2 separate regions of the Drosophila melanogaster genome follow, and region 2 is linked to region 1. A link is a contact called in public targeted proximity ligation data. All regions are on one chromosome and are shown on one strand. The core of a region is the stretch at or near the end of the contact, and the rest is flanking DNA. Distances in the headings are between cores, read along the strand shown.

Region 1 (6,011 bases), core at 852-3,351:
AAGCAATCAACTAACGAACTAACTTCAACGACGTCTATTAACTTGATAAACTGATGTTATTAAAAATATAACTTCAGTTGCGATCGAAATAATTATAGCATGAAACGTAGAAGGATTGGTGTGCATTTTTTTTAGATTTCCTCCAATAGTCTCAGATTTATTTTCAGACATATTTTCCAACTGATTAAGGTTGTTTTTAGTTCATATTTCAAAGAGCTGAAAAATCAAACGATCTTTTTGAATCAAAATAAAGCCTATTCTTGGAAGCGCAGTTGGTTGGAAAACACATAGAGATATTATTTTGATCGCAGCTGTCGTCACTAGTCTTCCTATTGTTAGAATATGAGATATATCACGTTATTACGATCCCATATCTGGGGCCGAAATGTCCCGTTGGGTGTACCGTTGTTATCAATACTATTTATCGGTTAATGTTAATGCTAATCTCTACGAGGATGTGTACTCACAACGATCTAAATACGAGGGCGTGGCCAAATAAATGCCAGACTTGTGCATACCCTGTAAAAAGTACAATCAGCTTATAGTAAAGACTGATTAGGCAAATTGATTTACAAAATTGGTCAATGGCGAATGGAAAACTAGTCAATGAAAAGCAATCGGAACACGGATTAAGTTCGATGCACATATATAATTAGTTGTACGCTCTCAGTGTTAATCCCCACATTACAGCATTATATGTACCTATACGATTATATATCTGAGTGTTTATTTGTAATCCATGCAATTACAATGTTTCTCGTTCCATAATAGATGTTGAAAATCCCACAGCAATCCGAAAATTCAAAATGCCCGAGTTGGTTTAAATGGAAGGCCGAACACGAATCTCTGTTGATGTGCAGCGAATTTTTGTATAATTGTTCATTGCATGTTTAATATTGCATAAATAAAAACAAACAATGTGTGTCTAATAATAGTCTTGGTGTTTTGTATTGTCGAATACGTCCGAAATAGGTTTTAATAACATAGTCAAGCATTCAAATTACCCGCCAATTTTCCACAGCGTTGCCATCGGTTGCAGGCGGGTGGCCACCCTGGCCATCGATAGCACGCGCCGACGATTATCGCACTGTCATCGAATTGCGACAACCCTGGGAGCAGGAAGGTTTTTCGGCCGAAAAATAGAGAACAATAAAACGTTTGTGGCCCTCAGCAATATAGGGATCGCCGAGTGCCGTGTTAACCGGTGACCTCTCGCCCGTGCCCCGAGACCTGTGACCCCGCGCAACTGCCCGCCTCAATGTTAATTTGTGGCAGCAAAAGCAGCAGAATTTGGAGCAGCAGCGTGTAAAAAGTTGCGGAATTATCGTGGCACCGCGGAGAAAGAGAGAGCAGGAGAGAGATTGCCGCACGCATAAAATATGATCAAATTGCAAAATTGATTTCAATTGGCCACTCAACAAAAGGTACGTTCGATACACCCGCCCCGGCGCCCACGAAATTAGCACAATAATAACACCAAACACCTGGCTCCTCCATTTACATAAAACTCGGAAGAAGTAAACCTGGCAACTAGTAGGGAATCGTGGACTTTTTGCTTCCAGCGAACGTTATTTTCCCATTTCTTCCATTTGCCCTGCCTCTCCGTGTGTGCATGTGTGCGTGTGTGTGAGTGCGTGCATGTGCTGGTGTATGTGTGTTGTGTTCGGCAGAGATGAGTAATTTAAAACTCCCAAAGAACAGCAATGAATGTCTGTCAAATGCAGGTAGTTTTCAAGATGAACGACCAGCTTCCATGCCGAAGTCATTTCACTTTCCATGACCAACTTCTAATCTAGAAAAACCCATTAAAAGAGCCCTTTGAACCTGTTACATTCGTGACCGATATTTACGTGAGCCGGCAAATCGTCGCAATTACTCATCTCTAGCGGGCGCCGTGTGGCACCAAAAAATCGTCCAGAAAATGTCCAGAAATGCAATGGGCAGCAGTTAGTTTTGTTTGATAAATATGCATTTATAATGCGTCTACATTTGAGATAATTCCCGTGTAAGCCTTATTTAAATTATGCGTCTCTTTTGCTTTGTTTATTTGATTTTCTCATTACACCGTCTCATCACAGCTGTGCGGCCTTGCCAGATCGCTTTTCTGGCTGCGGCACGCGGAGTGGCGTGAATTGAAAATCGCATTTAATTAGAATTTAACCTGCGTCGGGTAAAATATAATGAATTTGTGCGCTCCAGCTGCATAAGCTAGTGTTAGAATTGAAGTTACTTTATTGATGTGATATATTTAAACGTGCGGCTCAAGATTTGTAGAATCAGCCATAGTATTCAACAGTTGGTCTTGTCAATAGAAATTGTTTTGAATCATTACCCTCATGCCCCCATACTTTATATTAATAAATTTAATTAGGGGACTCTAATAAATGGTGTATTCTTCTTTCGACTGCGTGCATAATTAATATTGATTGCCCAGTCTTATATAATTATCTCCTTAATGTACTAATTAATCAATTGCTATGCGCTCTCTTTCCGATCAGCAAAAACCAATTTCAATGTTTGGCGCCTGCTGCGACTCTTGAGACTCGTCTAAATCCGCAAGTACATTCAACCGGAATTTGAGCCAAGTTTCTAACCTTTGGCCTCAAAGCCATGGCATCCACGTCGTCGTCGGCTTCCACGACGGCGGGATCCTCCGGCGCGGCAGGCGGAGGAGCAGCCACGCCCATCTCAACGCCCTCGACGCCCCAGCCGTCTGGCGTGAGCAGCGGACCCGGCAATAATGGCAACAACAACAACAACCATCACAACAACACCCTGGTCTCACCATCCGGGAACAACAACTTGATGACGCCCGTCCAGGCATTCACTCCAACCGGACAGCCAGTGTACAATCCACCCGTCTATATGTCCGCCCACGGAGGACACCCGCACGCCGGAGCCCACTACCCGGCCATGATCCCCGCTCCGATGCCCAGCAATCACGTCTATGTGAACAACGTCACTGCCAATGTGAACCTGCATGGCTGGCCGCACGGTGTTCCGGCTTATATGCCACCCGGAGGTCAGCATCACTACATTGGACACGGCGACATGCCCCAGGAGCAGGTGGGTGAAACAGAACAGGATCTATATACATCTGTTCGATAATTTCGCTAATTACTAAGCATTGTTACTAGCTAGCACCTACATTACTGACCTTCTTACTTGTTATTCCACACAGGGCAACACGGTGATGCCGCACCTGCAGCCTGTGCCCATTAATTTGGCGCCCCAGGGCGGATCTCCGAATCCCCATGGTCCTAGAATGGGTGGCGGACGGATGCGCGAACGAGGTCGTCCCCGTGGCGGTGGACCGCGACGCAATGACTACCATGGGCCACGTCACCTCCAGCAGCAGCAACTGATCACCCTTCCGCCGCAGCAGCAACTGCCACCGCCGGACGGAGCCAATCCCGGGCTGCAGCTTCAGCCGGATCAGATTGGTCAGCAGTTGGCGCCGCCGGAGGCGCACATGCAGCACTTACAGCAGTACTACGCGGCGCCACCAACCTACGCCTACGGGCCATATCCCTCTCCCTACTTCACACCCCAACATGCCAATGTGCAGCCTCCCCCCAATGCCACTGCTGCCCAACAGGCAACTGGAACGCCGCTCTTCATCTCCGGACCGCTGATGTATAATCCTGCGTGGTTCAACCACGGTGGGTACATCTACCCCATGATGCATCCGGCTGAGTACCAGTATGTACCCGAAGACGCTGGCCAGCCGGGAGTGGATGAACGTGGAGCTCAGCCGGACGGCGGAATGACCCAGATCTGGCACCAGGGCCCCATGTACGCAGAGGACTTCGAAGCGCTACAGCAGCAGCAACAACAGCAACAGGTGGCTGTGCATCCCAATGGAGGTGCTGTCAGTGTAGCCGATGAGCTCAACCACAATAGCTCATCCCTGCCCTCCTCGGAGACGTCGAGCATGATCAGTCCAAACTATCCCATCTACGATCCACAGATGCACGAAATGCAGCACCAAATGGGCGTGATGCAGATATTCGACGATGGTCAGATGGCCGCCCTGCAGCCAATCCATCCAGGAGCGGGTCCGCTACCGCAGGTAAGTGGGCCTGGCATACCGTGAAGCTAAAGACAATGGCAATACTAAACATTTCTTATCGTTAATAGTACGAGGACGAGCTAGCCGAGTGCGGAGCACCGCCACCAGGCCCTATTCCGGTGGCCTGGACTGCTGCCATGCCCCTCCCTCCGGATGCAGTCCAGCCAGCTCTGCTGCCGCCACCGCCGCATCACATTTTGCAGCAAACGTCGCCCCTGTTAATCGAACAGCCAGCCCAGTTGGTTCAGGCGCAACCTCCGCAGCCACCAACACCCACTCCCCAACAGCAGCAGCAACAACAACATCAGGAGCAAACGGGTGAGTGCTAGTGCTCGGTATTGATTAGTGATTCATTTGGGAATTGGAATTCATAATGCAAGCTGAGTTTCACTTTGTCTAATTTCCCATTTTCCATTCCGAACGTTCATAATCTTGCATCATTCGATGTTGCTCGATAAGGAATAATCAATCATTATGAATTGTATAAAAACTAGAACTTTGCACAGACCAATTGAAAAATGTGTATATTGGCTGAGTCATGAGTATTTGAATAATCTCCTCGTTGTGGGTCAATGACTTTTCACTATCTTACTATTATGAGTTTTTGTTGTCAACTAATTCTTAACTTCAGTCGATTTAGTTGTACATATGTGGTGTGTTCCTCTCTCAATATATATCACCATATATTTTATCACAACTATAAAGTAACTCTGCATTTGTCCTGTTATTGTTTTGGAGCAAGCTCAGCGATAAAGGCAGCGAGATCATTTTGTGGACTTTTAACACGACTTTCGCACAGAGTATCTGCGTTTCGTGTTACTTTACATCTATTGAAAGGCAGTTTTTCTATGTTGTACGAGTATATTGGAATTCGTCATGGCGTGCCTTCGATAGCGTCGCCTGGTCCCGTGTTCATATGCAGTTTTTTGCTTGCTTTGCTTTTCCACGCTTTCATTAACTATATTCTCTTCAGTTGCCTTACACTCTTCTCAGGTGTCAAATGACATAAACGTATTTACGTATGTGTGCACATTTTGCCATAGTTTGTGGGCCTTAATTATTCTGAATGCTTGTTGCCAGGCCTACCTTTGTTTTCGGTTGCCCTTTTGCTTTGGGCTGGGCTTTCATCTATCGTCGTGTAGTCGCCAACAGGTGTTGAACTTGTTGACCACCCATCCACCCACTGAATCATCCACAACCCACTCTCTAATCAGCAGCACAAGTCGCTTCCGTCCAGTTCTTTGTTATTATTATTTTGTTTGCTCGTTTCTTGTGTGCATTGTTCACGCTTATCAATCGAATGGGCGGACAAATCCGAGTGAAAATACCGGGTTGGGACGTCTCCCACTCCCAATCGTAATTGAGTGTTTTATGTGCCCATGCGGGGGATTCATCTAAACCTGTTGGCCTGGCGTATTATATTTGCCTGTTGTCAAGCCTAATTACCAAACAAAAGGCCAAGTGGACAGAGAAGATGTAGGGTAATCTATTCGGTTCTATTTGACCACTGTAGATTCTGTAGGTTCCATTTCAGTTAAAGAATTGTATGAAATTTGATCGATTGGCTACTAATCCCTTCCAGCGGCCAGTTTTCTTGGGCTGCGGTTGAAACAGAATCGCATATAGGTGCAGGTATTACTTCATTGATTATTAACACAGTAGATTGCAAGATTTTGATTGATTTATGGTTATTCTAGAGATATTTAATTGTTTTTTTTTTTAATTGCCTCTCGTGTTTGAATGCACATGGAATGGGAATTGGGAATCTCTCACGAAATGGAGGAGGTCTTGCCAACTGATTGGGTTCCAGTTGTTTTCATAACCGTATCTGTATCTACGTTGATTCAACGAGCACCGTCTAGTCGAGAGGTTTTTCTTTTATGGCTGTTTTCGAAGCACTTGGCTTTGCAGACGGCTTTCATATGGCGATATCGCCAAG
Region 2 (6,390 bases), core at 2,742-5,241, 430 kb after region 1:
AACAAGGAATTTATTGAAGCAAATCGTTAGACTTGAATTTTTTACAAATGCAACTCTTTTGTAGCGAATTGAATACACTCAGATACGAACAAATCAAAAACCAAAGAATGTTTAATCAAAAACCTATAACCAAAACCAAAGTCAGCATAATGTTGAAACACACGCGTTAAAGATAATTACATTGTTAGCTGTAAGAGTTGAACGCATACAAAGCAAAAACAAAAGCCAAAGACATCATAAGTAGTGTTAAATTCCAGTTCAAAACTATACACGAGACTTTTTCGAAACGGTTGAATTGCAAATGGGAAGTGAACGAAAACAAGAACGATCATGTTAAGTATACGTAAACTATCGATAGTAGTTGAGCACGGCAAGGCAAGGTTGCATTTTGATGACAGTAGCGAAATAGTATTAGCAATTTTTAAGACTAATCAAAACACAAACAGAGACAAAATGGTTTTTTCCAAATCTTTTTACTGCTAGACGAGAGAACAAATTTAGAAGAACTAGAGATAAAGTAGAGGTAGTGTTGAACTAGTCGAGTTGTTAGTAGTTGAGTGCATTATTGGATCGTCAATTACGAGGAGAGCTGGACGATGCAAAGGTTTGTTTGCAGATTTAAACTTTTCATTGGGGAACAAGATCGGTAACGTAGCGTAGAGCAGTTAGGACAAAAAACTTTGCAAATTTATAGTCTAGTCTAAGCCATAACTCTGTGTTTTCTGAGCTTTTTCCAATTGCTGTTGTGAACTACTACCATTAGCGACCCTTCCAGAAATGCATTCTTTTTACGTGTATAACCGTCCTAAATGTTACTACTTTATCAACTTGCTATGTCGATATACGTGTGTAACTGGTTTTAAAAATGTTTGTGTGCATCTAAGAATTGAATGTGTGTTGAAATGTTCCCTAGGACACCACGATTTTACTACATGTATTCGATCTAATTGTGCAAATTTCCCTAAGTTGCAGTTTAAATATTTTCTTTACGAATAAAATATGCTAAAATCCAATTTTAGTGGAACATAACTGAATAGTGTTTTAATTGTATGTGGGTTTACAGGTCATATGCGAACTACGTTCTTTTTTATCAAAATTATATTCAAAAGAGGGAAATCCCCCTTGTACGAAGCGAACTAGTTCCATTCGATGGGCGGCTACTTAAAGCCGGCGAACCAGCTCATCTCTAACTTTCTGAGCGATGTCCCACCACTGGATAAAAGACCATCTGGCAACGCTGGCAGCAGTAGAATTATTTATCTCCACAATTCAGTCACGAAAACAATAAGCAACAAAGGGACTCCCACAGATAAGGGAGCTGTATTTTTATAGCCACACCTCCGAGATGTCAACGGCGGCGCGACCTCCGTCTTTGCGGCTGGGCCAGCAGGACCTCAAGTGCCGTTCAGGATGCGGGTTTTACGGAACCCCCCAAAACGAAGGATTGTGCTCGATGTGCTTCCGAGAAAAGTTTAATGATAAGCAGCGGAAGTTGAAGCGTAAGTTGAAGCGTAGGTCCCCAGACAATGCTTGCATATAACTCCAAAGCCGATGAGCGTTGAGTCATGAAGTGGTTCTTTACAGAGACGGGTGGCGAGACGGGTCCTGGATCCTCTTCCTCGGTCGCCACCTTGGATCGCCGATCGCCACAGCATGCGCACCTCCAGGGAAAAGTGGAGCAGCAGGTCAGGAAGCCGTCGGACAAGGAGCAGGACAACTTGGGAACCCTGCAAAAGAAAAAGTTTACCGCTGTGCTGCAAAAAACTCTGCAGGCGGGAGCCCAAAAAAGTAATATTGCATAGCCACACTGCCTTTAAATGCTTATACTTGGATATTCCTTAGTTACCCAACAGCGTGGTCATGTGCCGGATCCCACGGAGGGCCAGTTCCTACTGCAATTGCGGCAACTTCGCATTCCCGACGATGGCAAGCGGAAACTCAAGCTTGAAATCCAGCGTTTGGACAGCGACATCCGCAAGTATATGAACGGAAATGGCGGCAAAAACATCAACGAACTATCAGATTTGGTTCAAAACGCCTACACCAAAGTCTCAGACATTGTGCACAACGATCCCAGCTTCGAGATAGCCACCAACGAGGATCGCGATAGTGCCATTGACTTCTTTGAGAAAGTGGTGATGACGCAGAACCACAAGTGAGTCAAGCGGAACGTTGATATCAGAGGAGTACATATTTTTATCTGGGAAACTCTTTTTTTTTTTTTGCAGATTTCTCTTCAGTCCCTATTTCACTACCGATGAGGACAGTGACGTGAAGGTGCAGAAGCGGATACGCCAGCTGAGCTGGATTACGGCCAAGCATCTGGACTGCAGCATCGACGAGGTCAACTCGGAGGCCAGGGATCTGGTTTACAATGCTATATCCGAGCTGGTGGGCATAGATTCGTACTATTCGCCGCAGGAGAAGCTGCAGTGCACTTGGCGCTGCTGTAGGCACATCTTTGAGCTTCTGAAGCGGGCAACTGGAGGACCCGCCAGTGCGGATGACTTCCTACCCGCCCTAATATTCGTCGTGCTTAAGGCAAATCCAGTGCGACTGCACAGCAACATCAACTTCGTTACGCGCTTCACAAACGCTTCGCGGCTGATGAGCGGCGAGAGTGGCTACTACTTTACCAATCTGTGCTCCGCCATCGCCTTCATAGAGAATCTGAATGGCGAGAGTCTGGGCGTCAGCAGCGAGGAGTTCGAGGCTCTGATGTCCGGACAGCAGCCCTACAGCACGCCCTGGGAAAGTGCCCTGTTGGCCTGCGAGAGCCTTCACCTGATATCCGAGAACATGAAGCGAATGGAGATGCTGCAGAAAAGGAACGCCCTGATAAGCTCTGGAATAACTTCATTTGAAAAAGAGCTTATCGATTTCCAAAGAGAGGTGACGGAACGAGTAGACACCGTGATTGCCAAGGCCCCACTCAACCTGCTGCCCATCAAAACACCCGCTTTTCTGATTGGTCAAGCCAGGGCGCACCTTCTCAACGAAAGCGAGGCTGGTCATTATCAAGCGAATATGCTGCACGGCGGCTCATTGACCTCCCAGTCGCTGACAGCAGCCGGTGGGTTGGTAAAGCCCGCAGCGGCGTCTAAAGAATCTGGATTGTCCCTTAAGGATACCAGCATGAGTTCGATGGGCCGTCTGTCGCCACTTCAGCAGAACGTTCAGCCAGCCGATCACCTCTTCGCCTCTCCAATCTTTAACTACACCGCGTTTGATGCCGTCTCGCTCTTGGAGGAGCCTGTGCCCGATGCGAACACAGACGTACTCATGCTGGGCTCCGAGTTTCAAGGAGGCCTGACCAATATCAACTACGACTTCGACTTGTCGGATCAAAGTGGGGAAAACAGCACTGCGGACGAGTCAAAGCTGAATCTCGACGAATTCGACCCCTTGGCGCAGAAGGGCCTAGTTGCCAAGCCACCGCCGCCTCTGCCGGAGACCAGTCTGCTGGATAGCACAACGGATAGCCTTATAGATAGCGAAGTGCCCGGCACAGCTGTCCTGCTTCCATCCCCTCTGAAGCCCGAGGTGTCCAACTACCGGGGCTTCTCAAACTTCGATATTCCCAGCATCTCGTGCAACACGGGAGACTTTAGTTCTCTGGGACAGGACGGCGCGGATGCTCCCAAATAAACGTTTGTTCACTGGGTCACTGAATCCTGCAGCTGTGTGAATGTAAATAAGTTTAAGTGAAATATTGTAGTTAGCCCAACGCTTCAATTCAAATTTCTGCACATATTTATTTGTACCATATTTAACTAGCTTTACAGAAAGGACGTTTAATAAATGCAATCTAACACATACACAAGTTGTATTGTTTTTTACAATAAACGGTTAACTAAGTTTAATTTCTTTCCCAGGGGTAATTGCATGATTTTCAAAAGTCCCGCCAACTGGGCATCACTTATCCAATAATCTGGCAGCACTAGAAAAGTAACAAGAGAGATTGTTGTTTTCGAAATATCTCAATCACACACGATTTATTCTCAGTTTGCCTGCCGAACCGAACGGACGTGAGCGCTCACGAGAAATGGCTAGAACCCGAATTCAGATGCTGCTACTTGTTGTTGCGCTGACGGCGGTGATAAGTGGAGCAAGTGCCTCCAGCATACCGGAAGAGCTGCCCCACAATCCGCTCGAGCACGACCCCCTGCACCCCAGGCACTTCGACGGGGGCGAGCACAATGCCCAGTTTGACCACGAAGCCTTCTTGGGCCCGGACGAGTCCAAGAAGTTCGACAGCCTGACACCCGAGGAGAGCAGGCGGAGATTGGGCGTCATTGTGGACCGAATCGACGAGAACAAGGACGGGTCAGTCACATTGGCGGAGCTAAAGAACTGGATCGCCTACACCCAGAGGCGCTACATCGAAGAAGACGTGGGTCGCGTGTGGAAGCAGCACAATCCGGACAACAATGAGACCATAAGCTGGGATTCCTACATGCAGACTGTCTACGGCTTCATGGATGATCTGAGCCCCGACGAGAAGGAACAGGAGGAAAATGGTATGTAGCCCAAATCGTCATTGTAAGCAGAGGCATCAATTTGATAGGGAAATCACTGTTTTGATGGGCGGGAAACATCACATTAATCTAATCAAATTGTATTTGTTTTTTCGAACAGGAGTCAGCTACAAGAGCCTGCTGAAACGCGATCGGTACCGCTGGTCGGTGGCCGACCAGGACTTGGATGACAATCTCACCAAGGATGAGTTTACCGCCTTCCTGCACCCCGAGGACCATCCCAGCATGAAGGGTGTGGTTCTGCGCGAGACCATTACCGATCTGGACAAGGACCACGATGGCAAGATCTCGGTGGACGAGTACATTGGCGACATGTACCGATCGACGGGCGCGGAAGACGAGGAGCCCGAGTGGGTGGCTAACGAAAGGGAGGCGTTCTCCACACATCGCGACCTGGACAAAGATGGTTATTTGAACGAGGAGGAAGTGAAGCAGTGGATTGCGCCCCATGACTTCGATCATTCGGAGGCGGAGGCCAAGCACCTGCTGTTCGAGGCCGATGCGGACCACGATGATAAGTTGACAAAGGAGGAAATACTAGACAAGTACGACGTTTTCGTCGGCTCCCAGGCCACCGATTTCGGCGAGGCCTTGGCCCGCCACGATGAGTTCTAGAGTGTCTAGATACCCAGAATCCCTGAGATTAAGATTGATCCTATGAATCTCCCACTTCGCATGCCAAATAACTTGTAATCTTGTCTAGCCCTTAAGACCTTAAGAAAGTGCATTATAAACCGACTCGAATGATGGGCCTTCCTTTTGTATGTGGCACCACGACCAATTGATTTGAGGTGATTTGTTTAATTGAAAGGCGTCCACGTCAGCTCTTGGAGCATCAATGGCCACGTCACTGGAACGAAACCCCATCCGCACACACATGCGGTCACTTGACCCCCTCCCCCTTGCCCCGAGCCACAGATACGCCGCCTTTGCCTGTGTAACATATGTATAAACATAAATGATTTTCGCTGTAGCCCGATTTATTTCCAGCTGCGAGAACATTCCAAAGAGAGTGTGAGTGCACCGGAAAAAACAATAGGAATCTTGAATGCCTACGATTGCCACTTATCTGGACTTGATACTACATTTTACATCTAACTATTATTAACAAGATCATTTTAGAGTTTAGTTGCAACATGTTCAATAAAATGCTTTTATTCTATTTACTTCTATATATTTATATTTTATTTTCATGCTAACCATAAATACTTCTTTCTCGGTGTAGAACCAGAAGTGAGGAGCTCCGGGAATCGGTTATTTTGTTTCAAGCTGATTTAGATTATTTTCGGTTCTCGACTTTCGCCGAGATAAGCAAAATAATTCGTTCTTCGGCGTTGATAAGTCTGTCTCCGTTGTGGGTACAGTGAGCACTCGAGCGAGGGCCAATGTCGGCCATTGACGAATGGAGTTTGATAAACAATCAAGAATATTTGAATGCGTGAGCTATGTAAGTAAGTATATGTGCTGGTGCTGCGAAGATCTTGGAGAAGAAAAGAGCACTCAGATATCTTTTCGATGAGTGATTCGACTTAGCTAAAACTAGTTTTACGCTCTTTCCCACTCATAGTTCCCTAATATGCGCAGATCGTTTTCTAGTATTCACTACATATGATATGTCAGAAGAATATAAGAAACATATCACAATAAATAAACCAAAACTCCTTTTATTATGCTTTATTGATTTCCATTGAAATAGACACATTTATATAATTATCTTGGCTTCGTTCATGTTTTTTGTTTTTCTTTTGTTTCTTGAATATCTGTCGTTTAAAATACAAAGTATTCAAAGTTGCTCAGTTTGATGCCTTTAATTCAGTACATAGTATACGAAGGACTTTTCATCTTATACATA

The links.
Region 2: a targeted proximity ligation map of the Kc167 cell line shows a contact between it and region 1, with 3 times the contacts expected there. A contact is called at or near these places in 5 of 107 Hi-C or Micro-C datasets (the Kc167 cell line, brain, embryo and 2 more) and 1 of 7 datasets of targeted methods (the Kc167 cell line).

Annotation. Positions count from the first base shown.
Region 1 is chr3L:870,810-876,820 of dm6, forward strand. It overlaps Usp10 (Ubiquitin specific protease 10), which reads left to right and starts at 2,102. Exons shown (of 10, transcript NM_001274300.1): 1 at 2,102-2,170; 2 at 2,499-3,066; 3 at 3,182-4,072; 4 at 4,141-4,390. The coding sequence starts at 2,611. It overlaps CG12502, which reads left to right. Exons shown (of 7, transcript NM_138223.2): 7 at 1-86.
Region 2 is chr3L:1,294,681-1,301,070 of dm6, forward strand. scf (supercoiling factor) reads left to right here and starts at 3,992. Exons shown (of 2, transcript NM_058044.5): 1 at 3,992-4,520; 2 at 4,639-5,709. The coding sequence starts at 4,046. The coding sequence ends at 5,153. It overlaps Rabex-5 (Rabaptin-5-associated exchange factor for Rab5), which reads left to right and starts at 1,233. Exons shown (of 4, transcript NM_138249.3): 1 at 1,233-1,499; 2 at 1,585-1,788; 3 at 1,843-2,155; 4 at 2,229-3,817. The coding sequence starts at 1,346. The coding sequence ends at 3,648. It overlaps CG32333, which reads left to right. Exons shown (of 10, transcript NM_001274317.1): 10 at 1-1,019. It overlaps Rac1 (Rac1,), which reads right to left. Exons shown (of 1, transcript NM_001274318.1): 1 at 6,199-6,390.